3 separate regions of the Mus musculus genome follow, and regions 1 and 2 are each linked to region 3. Evidence: chromatin contacts called from public Hi-C data. All regions are on one chromosome and are shown on one strand. Each heading gives the region's core, a stretch centred on a gene start, on an enhancer-like site or on the middle of the called end of the contact. The rest is flanking DNA. Distances are from core to core; before and after follow the strand shown.

Evidence for each region. Hi-C and Micro-C count contacts between places; a contact is called where the count stands out from the background.
Region 1: a Hi-C map of uterus shows a contact between it and region 3, with 2.7 times the contacts expected there. The contact joins the enhancer-like site here to the promoter of Itgb8 in region 3. A contact is called at or near these places in 4 of 39 promoter capture datasets (the SN4741 cell line, embryonic stem cells, hematopoietic stem and progenitor cells and 1 more), 7 of 484 Hi-C or Micro-C datasets (cerebral cortex, uterus and ventricular fibroblasts), 2 of 115 datasets of contacts at active chromatin or transcription factors (bone marrow-derived dendritic cells and kidney) and 3 of 9 other capture datasets (adipose tissue, liver and pancreatic islet).
Region 2: a Hi-C map of uterus shows a contact between it and region 3. The contact joins the enhancer-like site here to the promoter of Itgb8 in region 3. A contact is called at or near these places in 10 of 39 promoter capture datasets (the 3T3-L1 cell line, 3T3-L1-derived adipocytes, the SN4741 cell line and 6 more), 3 of 484 Hi-C or Micro-C datasets (all in uterus) and 2 of 9 other capture datasets (adipose tissue and liver).

What each region holds. Positions count from the first base shown.
Region 1 is chr12:118,997,287-119,001,081 of GRCm38.p6, forward strand. No RefSeq gene overlaps it. Among named protein-coding and RNA genes, the nearest start is that of Abcb5, 33 kb to the left of the region's middle. Within about 2 kb of position 2,200, at least 16 of the 459 cell types and tissues checked have an H3K27ac peak or open chromatin away from gene starts, as enhancers often do. A contact at or near this core is called in uterus, where this site is marked.
Region 2 is chr12:119,401,151-119,404,976 of GRCm38.p6, forward strand. It overlaps a transcript of Macc1 not described here. Among named protein-coding and RNA genes, the nearest start is that of Macc1, 40 kb to the right of the region's middle. Within about 2 kb of position 2,096, at least 8 of the 459 cell types and tissues checked have an H3K27ac peak or open chromatin away from gene starts, as enhancers often do. A contact at or near this core is called in second pharyngeal arch cranial neural crest and uterus, where this site is marked.
Region 3 is chr12:119,236,298-119,239,936 of GRCm38.p6, forward strand. Itgb8 (integrin beta 8) reads right to left here and starts at 1,979. Exons shown (of 14, transcript NM_177290.3): 1 at 1,375-1,979. The coding sequence starts at 1,501.

The DNA of each region.
Region 1 (3,795 bases), core at 950-3,449, 240 kb before region 3:
GCTCACCCTTGAATATACACCAAGGGCAGGGTAGGGGGAGGTCTAGTAGCCCATCTTCCCAGTATAGATCTCAGCTTGCTTCATGCTGGCTCACATGTAAGTGCATGTTCAATCCTTGCTCCCATCTTCATTCTACCTCAGATGATACTGTGCTAAGCACAGTTATGCTGACTTCATCCAAATTGCAGCTTTATGAGCAATATGACTGTTACTATAAGGCACCAAGTTTCTGACTCACTTGTAAGTAACTGGAGAAATGGTACAAACTGATAAAAACTACATTCCAGCTTGCCTTTGCTCCTTTCAGTTGTTTTATGGATCTGAAATAATCTTTCCTCTTAATTTATTCTACTGTCTAAGCATCATGCTTAGCCTTTGTGAATCAATTAGGTTTGAATCTTAGGAGACATTCTTCTATAATCTTTCACTATGTGCCTCTCTGTGTATGAATATTTATTACAGATCTAGTCAAATGGTTGCCAGGGTGCATTTACATGTCTGATGTTTGCTTCAGTCTGTACACTTAGCTTTTCATTATATATTTTTGTGCCATGAATCTTTGTAGATTCAGATACTAAAACAGTGCCTGGTTCTACCACTTTTGTGAGTCCCATAAGCTAATGAATATCTCTAAGACTCCCTTTCATTATCTGTAAAAGAAGATAAGAAGGCTTGGGTGTGGGGATTAAAGAATAAACTCATCCACGGTGCTGGCACTAGGCAAATGCTACATCAGTTCTGCTTTAATCATTATCAGAGTTACCTCTAAATAGGAGAAAACTTTCTGTATTGCAGGAAGCAGGCTGAGCTGACACTGCCTTGAGATCCCTTGTTCAGAATTCTGCACTTCATGTTCCTGCTCCTCAGGAGCTTAGAACTCATTACTTTCCACCCCCTCCCCACACCATGTAATTTTCTTCACACATTGCTTTCTGCGGGAGGTCAGGTCTACCTTAGAAAAGAGATGTCAGTTGGATTTATGATTAGTTTAAACTCATACCAAACATATAAATCTTAAGAGCCAAGTGCTTGAGGCAGATAATTCATTTTTAAGTTCAAAAGCTTATTTGTGGTATAGGAATATAAAGTCTTGAAAGTAATAAGAAATGGAGATTTTTGCCAAGATCTGCAGAAACTATTGTGATACATGGGATTCAAAGTTTCCCTCAATCACCATCTTTTCCCCATCTTTTTTTAAAATAATTTTTTAATTATGTATTTTCCTCAATTACATTCCAATGCTATCCCAAAAGTCCCCCATAATCCCCCCCACTCCCCTACCCACCCATTCCCACTTTTTGGCCCTGGCGTTCCCCTGTACTGGGGCATATAAAGTTTGCGTGTCCAATGGGCCTCTCTTTCCAGTGATGGCTTACCAGGCCATCTTTTGATACATATGCAGCTAGAGTCAAGAGCTCCGGGGTACTGGTAGTTCATAATGTTGTTGTACCTACAGGGTTGCAGATCTCTTTAGCTCCTTGGTTACTTTCTCTAGCTCCTCCATTGGGGGCTGACTTGTATCTTAGAGTTCCATGGTTTGGCTAGGGGAAACTACAATCTCTTAGAAGCCCTTTGATTATAGTGTGGTTGAAAGAGCAGACTCATGATGGAATGATCAAAAACCTGAAAGAAGACCCCTTAGGCTATTCCTACAGCTTGTGAAAGAAAGGATCTGACAGAGGTACAGAGAACTGTGGGACTGAACTTGAAGGAACCTGGGGCAAAGCAGAAGACATGGAGTGTGTGTGTGTGTGTGTGTGTGTGTGTGTGTGTGTCTGTTTTCAGAGCAATGCCTAGAGAGCATTATCAGTATCTGCCAGCCATGAGAACAAACACTCTTTGAAAAAATTTACAGCTCTTACAGTGTTTGGTATGATGTTAAATTTCCTGATGCAGGTAAATAACTTCAGTATAACTTATTGGTCAGGGACTCCTTTTGTTTTCAGCTACTCCCCTTCAAAACTTTAAGTGATTTGTCAACCTGGCTATATCCAGAGAATGACATGAAGGCTCTTCTGCCAGCTTAGTGGGTTTATGGCCAACTAGTGACCACTTCCTGTTAATAGACCTTCATCAGTGAGAACCTCTTGCATGTGGTTTTCTGGTAGTCTGAGCCAGCTCCCTCCATGAAGCCAATGCACAGGCTTCCATGGAGGCCCACGGAAGTGGCTTCTCCTACAGCTGTCTGGTTAACAGGAATTGCAACTCTCAGCAACATCACCCATCTTATCACTTTCATCTGGAAGAGCACATGCTGTTCTTCAGGATCTTGGCAACAGGCTTTATGAGAAAATTTTGTGCAAGTTGTCTTTCCAGTTATAGCTAAACCACGAGGGTCAAATTCTACTTTGTACTCAAGATTCATGGGTGAACACTGCTGCAGAAACTGTGTCATCCAGAGGAAGAAACACCCACAGAAGGGAAGCACCACAAGAGCAGCTCTAAGAGGCACTGATCAACCTGGTTGCTTTCTTGCTCCTGCTTACACATTTGCAAAGGAGCTGCATTCTCTGTTCTTCAGCTTTCTTTGCTTTAAAGCAAGCAAGAAGTGGTTGCCTTAGGCTAAATGAGAAAACATGTCTATAGGGGTTCCAGTGAATGTTGGTCTTGCTAACCATGTTTATTCTTAATGCTAATATTCATAATGGCAGGAATATTGTGAGTCCGAATTGGACCCACACAGACATTTACTAATACAGTGCTCTGTATTCCTTGTAACCAGAGCACTGATTGTGCACAACTTGGGAATTTCAGTCATTTGGTTTGAACACAAAAGAATGGTACTTTTCAAGATGTCCACAGGTGAATGTGTCCATTTTTAGTTGCAAAACATGAGGGAAGCAGCTTGTCATCTCAAGACTGGATGGCCAGAGTGTAGAAGTCTTGAGAGAGGACAGTATGTGTAGAATCTCCTGCAAACACAGGCAGAGTGAAGTTCAGGAGGGCTGGGTCATTCTTCCATAACCATTTTGTATAGCGTCTTTGTACTAAGGGACATTTCCAGAAGTTACGTTAACCATAGTCATGAGTTATTTTGTTGCAAATTCTGGAGATTATTATTACTGTTATTACTTTTTGATGCTGGAGATTGGACTAGGGCCTTATGTGTGCTAGCCACGTACTTACTGATGAGCAATACCCCAAGCCTTCCTGAGAAGAACTGACTCACTGTTCGTGCGAAGCTGTACTCTTTTAGCTTTTGCCATGGAGAGTTTTATTTTGTGAATATTATTTTTTACCATACTTAATATATCAAATATTGCACATCAAAAATTTGATTAAAAAGATTAACTGTGACCTTTTAAGGAATAATAAAGATTATTGAAGATGGACTTTGAGAAAGAACTGATACAGCCAAAGCCTGGCTCTCCACTGCCTGTTGTATACTTAGAATGACTGACTTAACTGATCTGTGCTTCATTGCTTACATCCATAAAAAGAGATATTATTAAGGTTTAGATCAAAAGATTTATTTTACTCCAGAGTTAATGGGACTTATTTTCCCTAAGCTTTCAGAACAGTGCGTGGAACTCCAAAAGTGATATAAGTATTTTTCAAAAGACTTATTTTCTTTTTAATTATGTGTATGGGTCTGTGTGTAAGTTTTTTTGTAATGCATGTATTTTTATATTTTTATCTCTTTTAAAGGCATGTGTATTTTCACATTTCTTTTTTCTATTTTTAAAATTTATTTATTTATTTATTTTCACTCCATATTTTATTCCCCCATCCACCCTCTGACAGTTCTACATCCCATACTTCCTCCCCACCTCCCTGTTTCCATGTGGATGTCCT
Region 2 (3,826 bases), core at 846-3,345, 160 kb after region 3:
TGGGTATGGGGACATATAGGACACACACACCACCACCACAACAACCACCACACCACATTAACAGTGGCATTAACAGTGATAAACATCAGCCAGGTCCATAATAGAGAACCAAAGGCAACTTTGTTTTTTGTTTGAGACAGGGTCTCTCTATGTAGTTCTAGCTGTCCTAGAGCTCACTATGGAGATCAGGCTGGCCTTGAATTTATAGAGTACACCTGCCTCTGCCTTGTGATGGAATTCACCACTATGTCTGGCCTCAAAGACAACTCGAAATTATTCTAGTAGAATACAAATGTTTTGCTATGGTTCTTCGCCACCTTCCTTATCCTCAAAATGGAGCCACCAATACTCCATCAACTCGAGGCTGGGTGATAGTAGAGGAGTGGTAGGCAAGAGAAGAAGCAAAATGTACCCTCTTCCCAATTCCCCAAAGGCTATAGACCCATATAATGGTGAGGCTGATCTATACCAGGACCTTATATACTGATGGAAACTTTCATTACAGACAGGCATATAAAGGTGAAAAAATCCACATTAGTCTCCTTGCAGATTGGAAAGAAAAATACTTTTGTCTAGTAGTTCCTAACTTGTTTATATTCATCAGAAGGTAAATATTAATCAGATAGAACCTCATCCTGTCTACTATCCAATTATTCTGACTTCAGAAACATGCTATTAGCTCAATGTCTTAACGGGTAGGCATGGTTCTCTTCTTTGTCAACTTGACTGGCTTTGGAATCCCATGGGGGCTGGTGAGGTAACCTCTGTTGTCGTCTATAAAGGTGTTGTTTGTTGTTTGTGTGTTTGTTTGTTTTTCAGAGAGAGAGAGCTATGACAGAAAATAAACCCTTTTCCCCTCAAGTTGTTTTTGTCAGTGTACTTTAATATAGAAACAGTAAAAGAAACAAGACAGTTATCCTTTACAAATGAAATTAATCATGGAAAAAATGTTGCTTCATAGTAAGAATTCCACACTATGAAGTAAACTTCTTCATTTAAGGGGAAGGGAAAGTTACAGGAGTCAGTAGGAAGAAAGTAAAAGACAGGCATGGGGATACAGCACTATAATCCCAGCACTAGGAAAGCTAAGGTAAGGGAAAATGAGTGCCAGTCATGGCTACAAGTTGAATTCAAGGCTCTCCTTGGTTGGTGAGATTCTTTCACAAGAAAAGGTGGTTAATTTACTGTACTTGGGATGTAAAACCTGCTTTCTGTTCAAGAAGACCGGTTGAATCTACCTTATCAGTTTCCCCCACCATATGAGTCTACAGCCATTTTGAAGTTTAGAAGAGGTACTGACTACTTTTTTTCTTGCCTACCACACCTCTCCTATCACCCAGCCTCTAGCTGCTGGAGTGTTGATAGTTCCACAGTCTGAGGATAAAGAAGGTGGAGGAAACAGAACACTTGTATTCTACTTGAATAATTGGAAGTTGCCTTAGACCCTTAATCAGGCAGGTAGGCATAAGTTAGCTTTTTTTTTTTTGGATGCAGAATGTTAGTGAAAATACAGTAGTGTGGAACGGGCATTGGACTTATCAGAATGGATGCTGGATAGAATATGGAACATGACTACTCCTGCTAGACATCAATTTTGCCTGGAAACAAAAGATAAACAGGAAATTATTTCCTGGACCTTGTGAAATTCCATTAGTGTATTGTACCCATGTTTCCTAGGTTGGGTTGTCCAGAGATGGCTTAAGAGTCTGAAGCTGCGCTCATGGAAATGTTTTCCCTGGATCAAGCAAAAAGAAAATTCACTTCTGAGTGTTGATACATTGCTTCAGCTCCCCTCTTATGCAACAACTGCTTGATTTCTTACATCTTGGGCTAAATCTGGGTGTTTGCTAAACTCAAAATTCCCTGTAATTAACCTATGCACTCTTGCCTGTTGCAATTTGACAACAATTTCCTTTCTCTTCCAGGACTTGTTGTTGTGAGCTGTAAGTTGGTCGAGACGACCAATACAAAAGGTCTTTTGTTAACCTCTCATTTCTTTGGATGTCATGGGGTGTTTTTCCAGTGTTTATTAGTTTGAACTGTAACTTCACACTGTTTGCTAATGGGAGAGGCGTTTTCTTCTGTAGCTATTTCTTATAAACAACTAAATGAGTGTGTAACATGTGTAGCTGCATATGTTTGCATATGTAGGATGTGGGCACTGGGTTTTCTTTGTTCCTTTTGTTGTTCATGACTGCACAGGCAAACCCATTTCATCTTTAAAGCTAAGTTTGCATTGGTCTCTTTCTTTTATGAAAATTTGTACAACTCATTACTTTCTTCTTGATTCATCTAGACCATTTAATTTGAGTTGCATTTGTCTTATAAAGCTTAAAAATGTCTATTTTAATTTTTTAAAAACAAAGCAAGGAGCCAGATTGAAGCAGATCCCTGGTATCATTTCTGAGTGAATCTCTGTGCTATGTCTCATCTGTGTGAATGAGCACCTTTTAATCAGTGCTGGGGGTTTGGTTCTCATAGTATTAAAAGATCTGTTTTCTCTACTACTTAATTTGAGGAATTTTATTTATTCTGTTAGAAAAAATTCTTTCTTGATAATTATGGAACAATCTCTTTGGTGTTATCACATGTGTAGTTAGAACGAGGTTGTTCAGGAATGGAACGCTGACATCAGACTAGGTGGATACCAAAGTGTCCATTTTGCCAGGCAAGGCCAAGGGTGGCCATCTGGGATCTCTCTGGCATCATCTAAGCTGATCTTCTGCCTCAAACACTACCCTCACTCTCCCAGGACAGCATGTCTTTTGCTTCAGATAACTGTTCTGATGGTACCTACATTCTCCATGAGAAATTGCTAGGAGAAGGTTTATATGAGAACCTATTTTCTCCTTTAGGAACTAATAATTTTCCCTTCTACTCACAGCTTTCTTGTACAAGCCTTATTTATACAAGCTGCATAATATTTCAACATCTCAATGTTTTAGGTGCACGTGGCACAAATGACATTGGTTGCTTCTCTTCTAAGACACTCTTGAGGACTATAGCACAAGTGTAAGATGTTAGACACTCCTTAAATTCAAATTACTATGATTTAGCCACCCTTCTTTTCTAATGTCACCCAAGAAGTAGCCCTGACAGAAGATTTGGCATCAATAGTGAGCTTTGCAATGAAGAAGGGTTTTACAGTGCCTGCCCATTTAGACAACTTCTTTTTCTGTAGTCTCAACAACACATTTATGTGGAGAAAGGATTTGTTAGATGCTCTCAGTAGTATTCTCTTTTTCATTTACTCTTCATTGTTTTGCCTATTCAAACATTATTATTTTATCCTTGTAGAGTCTTCAACTTAAAGAGTTCATCATGTGTCCTTGTCAGGCATCAATGGAAGAAGAGGCCCTTGGTCCTGTGAAGGCACAATGTCCCAGTGTAGGGAAGTTCGGGGCACACCATCATAGAAGCAGGAGGAGGGGGATGGGATAGAGGGTTTCTGGAGGGGGGGAGAAATTGGAATAAGCATTTGAAAGGTAAATAAATAAAATATCCAATAATAATAATAATAATAATAATAATAATAATAATAATAAAGAGTTCATCCTGTGGCCAGTCTATCAGGATTCGTGGGATTTATTATTTTGACTGAATTAATTGCATAGAATGTATATAATTTGCCTATATACATTGGTATCCTAAAAGAAAGTTAGTACTGGGGACCATGTAAGGGAGGTTGAGTGAAATCTAACTTGCTGCAAGCCAGCTTTAGAAACTTATCAAGTCACAACTGGGTAATCAAAGGGTGGAGTCTGTACAGAATATTTACTGATATGGATAAAACTGACATGCCTAAATTGGCTTATGTGTCACCTTT
Region 3 (3,639 bases), core at 729-3,228:
GTTGACATAAGTTTTGGTCAGTTTATTGGTGCGAATGTTTACTAAATCTAGGAGAACACTTTATTTACTGACATAGGGTGGAATTAAGCTCAGTGGAAAATCTGCTGTGGCAAACACATGTTCCATTCAAAAGATACTTGATAAGGAGTGTGACTCTTTCCTTTGTATTAGGTTTCATTTATTTTGAAATCTCAAAGTCTCAAAATAACTACAAAATGAAAGTTGACTCTAGTTTGTCCTGTTTGATACAACTAGGAAAATCTCACCCAAAACTAATGCTAGACAACTATATATGCAATAATTAGAAGAAATTGCCTGGGCTTCTCTATTATAAACTTTTACATATAAGTATTTACTTTAGTTAACTTCAGGAAGAAAGCCAGCACACCAATTTAAAGTAAAGGACTAAATTTCAGTTTTACAACAGAAGTGAGGCTATTAATTAAAACTCCTTTAAGGTTGAGAGACTACAGTAAGTCTCTAATAAAATTTAAGGGATTAGTAACCCGAAGGGAAAAGTAAGTAAGTAAGTAAATAAATAAATAAATAAATAAGGCAATGGTAACTCCATCTGCAAAAAAAAAAAAAAAAAACATTTGGCCTCTATGGTAAATTTAATCCTTAGATTGTTATTATTACTTATTCTGTTTCATGAGTCACCAAGAATACAATGCTAACATGTTAAAGTGCCAAGCCCCCTCTCATGCACTGTCTGACTAGAAATGACTTGGGAAAGGTAGGCATCTATATCTGTTTTACAGATGAAGACAATAAAAGTTTATAGAGAGGTGACCTCTTGGTAACAGAGACCAAACTTAGGGGACAGATCATTTAGCCACAATAATTTAACAATCCCACCCCTCCGCAGGGCAGTGGCTTAAACCATGAATGGATATTCCTCAAGGGCATTAATTCATTCAAGCTGAATGTTATGGCAGAAGAAACTTGTTCTTTCTTAGACCAATAAATGAAAGACTCTTTCCTTTTATAAACCATCTTAGCCACAGGCTCTTAGTGGATGATGCTCCACCCCTAAGGTGAAAAGTTGGGGAATACAGACTATATAGTGATATCCTCAGGAAATACTGGAACCCCCAAACTGCATTCTGTAAGTACAACAGACTCTTTCCCAAACTTCAACTCAAATAAACTTTTCCCAGCACTGTGGACTATTGCTGTCACTTAGGGGTGAAAATGCCTGATACCTGGCTTCTTTATGGAGAACTTTGTTACACACCTGCCCTCCTGAAGTCTCAGCAGGACTGACCAGGACTGACATCTTCCACTTACCTGTCAGGGATGCCCAGGCCATAAGCTCTCAATACCAGCCCAAGACTTTGGGAGAAGGGAAGAAAACAAAGTAAAATAACTTACCACTTTGGCCCAGTCCGAGAACAAGTGAAAATACCCAGGCTGCCCCAAGAACCAAGGCTGGACCTCGCTGGCAGTTGTGCAGAGAGAGCAGTGCAGCAGTCAGAAAAGCCAGGGCCGAGCCGCACATAATGCAAAGCAGCCCGCCCGGTGCCTACTGCCTAGTTGCTTTCCTGATGCGCTCTCCCGACTTGAGAGCGCACCTTGAGGCCCGTGGGCTGCGAGTCCCTAGGACCTTTTCGACAGGCCGGGTTGGCCGACCCAGTTGCTCTCAGTAGGCGATACAGGTATTCGGTCCAGGGCAGCTCTCTGCATCTCAGGGCCCTTAAGGCCCTCCCAGCTCCGCACGGCGGGGCTTGCAGTCTCAACAAAAAGCACCTCCTTGGACAGCCGATGGCCCGCGGGGGCGAAGCAAGTACGGGCTCCACAGTCCGCTCCCAGACAAAGAAAAGAGCTTTTGTTTCTCCCCAGCCGATGGGGCTCTGCTGCATAAATCAGCTTAGCGAAGAGCCAAACACAATCAAACCCAAACAAAGCCTGAGGCTGGGGGGAAAACCACCCTAATGTAATTCACAGGGTGATGCTGCTTTAGTGGGAGGGGACGGCTAGAAGGCCAAGGGGGTGGGGGAGTTGCTGGCGCATCAGTCGGTGCTAGCTTCTTCCACAGGTGGGCAGGGAGGCCAACTCCACTTAGTCGCAGCTAGCAGAGGTTCAGGCGGCAGCGTTCCGATTGGCGGGAGAGGAGACACGGGTGCCAGCAGCTTGGGGAAGCAGCTCCGCGAGCTCCCTAGAAGCTCCTGTCTGCACTCGCGGGCAACCAACAAGGCATCCCAGTTGCTTACTGGGCTAGAAGGGGATGTTCCATGCACCTCGCTGGGAGGGAGCTGCGTACCCTTGTCCTTTCTCGGACTCTGTCGGCTCAGGCGTCTGGCCACCCAGAACCCTGGCAGCTGATGCGTTCTGGGATGAGAGGGAAGAGAGGCAGGCGATGGGCAGGGATGGGGTGATCTAGTTCTGTGGTCCCCCGTGGGGGCTCCCAGCTTTCGGGTGGCTGGGCGTGCTCCGAGCTGAGAGTTGCTAGGAAACCTCCCCACGCTACAGTGCTCCTTGCTTGGGTCGCCAGCAAGCGCAGTGGCGGCCCAGGACAGCAGCAGCAGCAGAAGCAGCAAACAGCTCCAGCTCGGAGTAGCGTGGGCGGGACATTGGTGAGGCATGAAGTCACCGCGGCCCACACTCGCTCTTTGTTTTGCTCACTCCAGCTCTTTTTTCTCCCCCCTCGAATCTAATAGTTGCCATTCCCATCGTTCTCAAGAATTCCTGGTGCGTAGTGGCGCAACAGGAATCGCATGCTGAGTTCTCTTTTCTCTCACCCCCTCGCCCCCCAATTCTGAGTTCCAACGCTTCCATAACGGTATAGGTGGAAAACTTCTCGCAGCTCGAGTGGCAGCATGAACCCCAACATTTCATCCTCTTGCCGCGTGCTCCTTTGTTCAGGAATCCTTACTGGCCCGCAGCTGCTGAATACAAAGTAGATTTCGGGGGCCTCTCCCCTCCCCCAACACTGCTCTCAGAGTATTCACTGCCCGCTTTCCTTGCAGCCTTAAGACCTTGCCCTGTGTCTGATCCCAAATCTGTCTGAGGTCTTCCCAGACTTTGGAGATTTAGACAAGATGTATTCTACTGTCAGATATATTTCGTTGTTCCTTTTGTAGACCCTCAGCCCTGAAAGGGGCAGCCTAGCTTTTTCCCAGGGTCTGTTTGTGGTTCTTTGGCCTTTTGTTGGTTACAATGGATCTTTTGACCTTAAACGCCACCTTCTCAGTAAAAGGAAACAAGAAGTTGCAGATGGCAGCAGAAGAGTGAATGAATACAAGCTTGCAATTCAGTTTTGCAGTTTTGGGTGAGGCTAAAGCGTTGCTAAACTGGACAGCCAAGGAAGTAGTAGCATTGCCTCTCCAGGTCTTGTCAGCGCCCTCGACACCTTAAGGAGAAGGAAGAAACACAGTTCTCTAGGTTTGGGAAAGAGCTCCTTTTCTAATTTGATACTGGAGACCTTGGCTCCTAGTTTCCCCTAGAGCCCAATAATTTTCATTGTATTGAAGTTCAGTTCGACTTTTTTTTACTAGTGGCTTACACAACACCACTTTTTTCAGGCATCAGACCCAGTCCAGCCAGGTCAAGGTGAACTATAGGGGATTTTTTTCTCCTTAATTGTTTCCGGCTTCTTATTTGGAGTAAAGAAAACAAGTAGGAGGTCCCACCAACCCT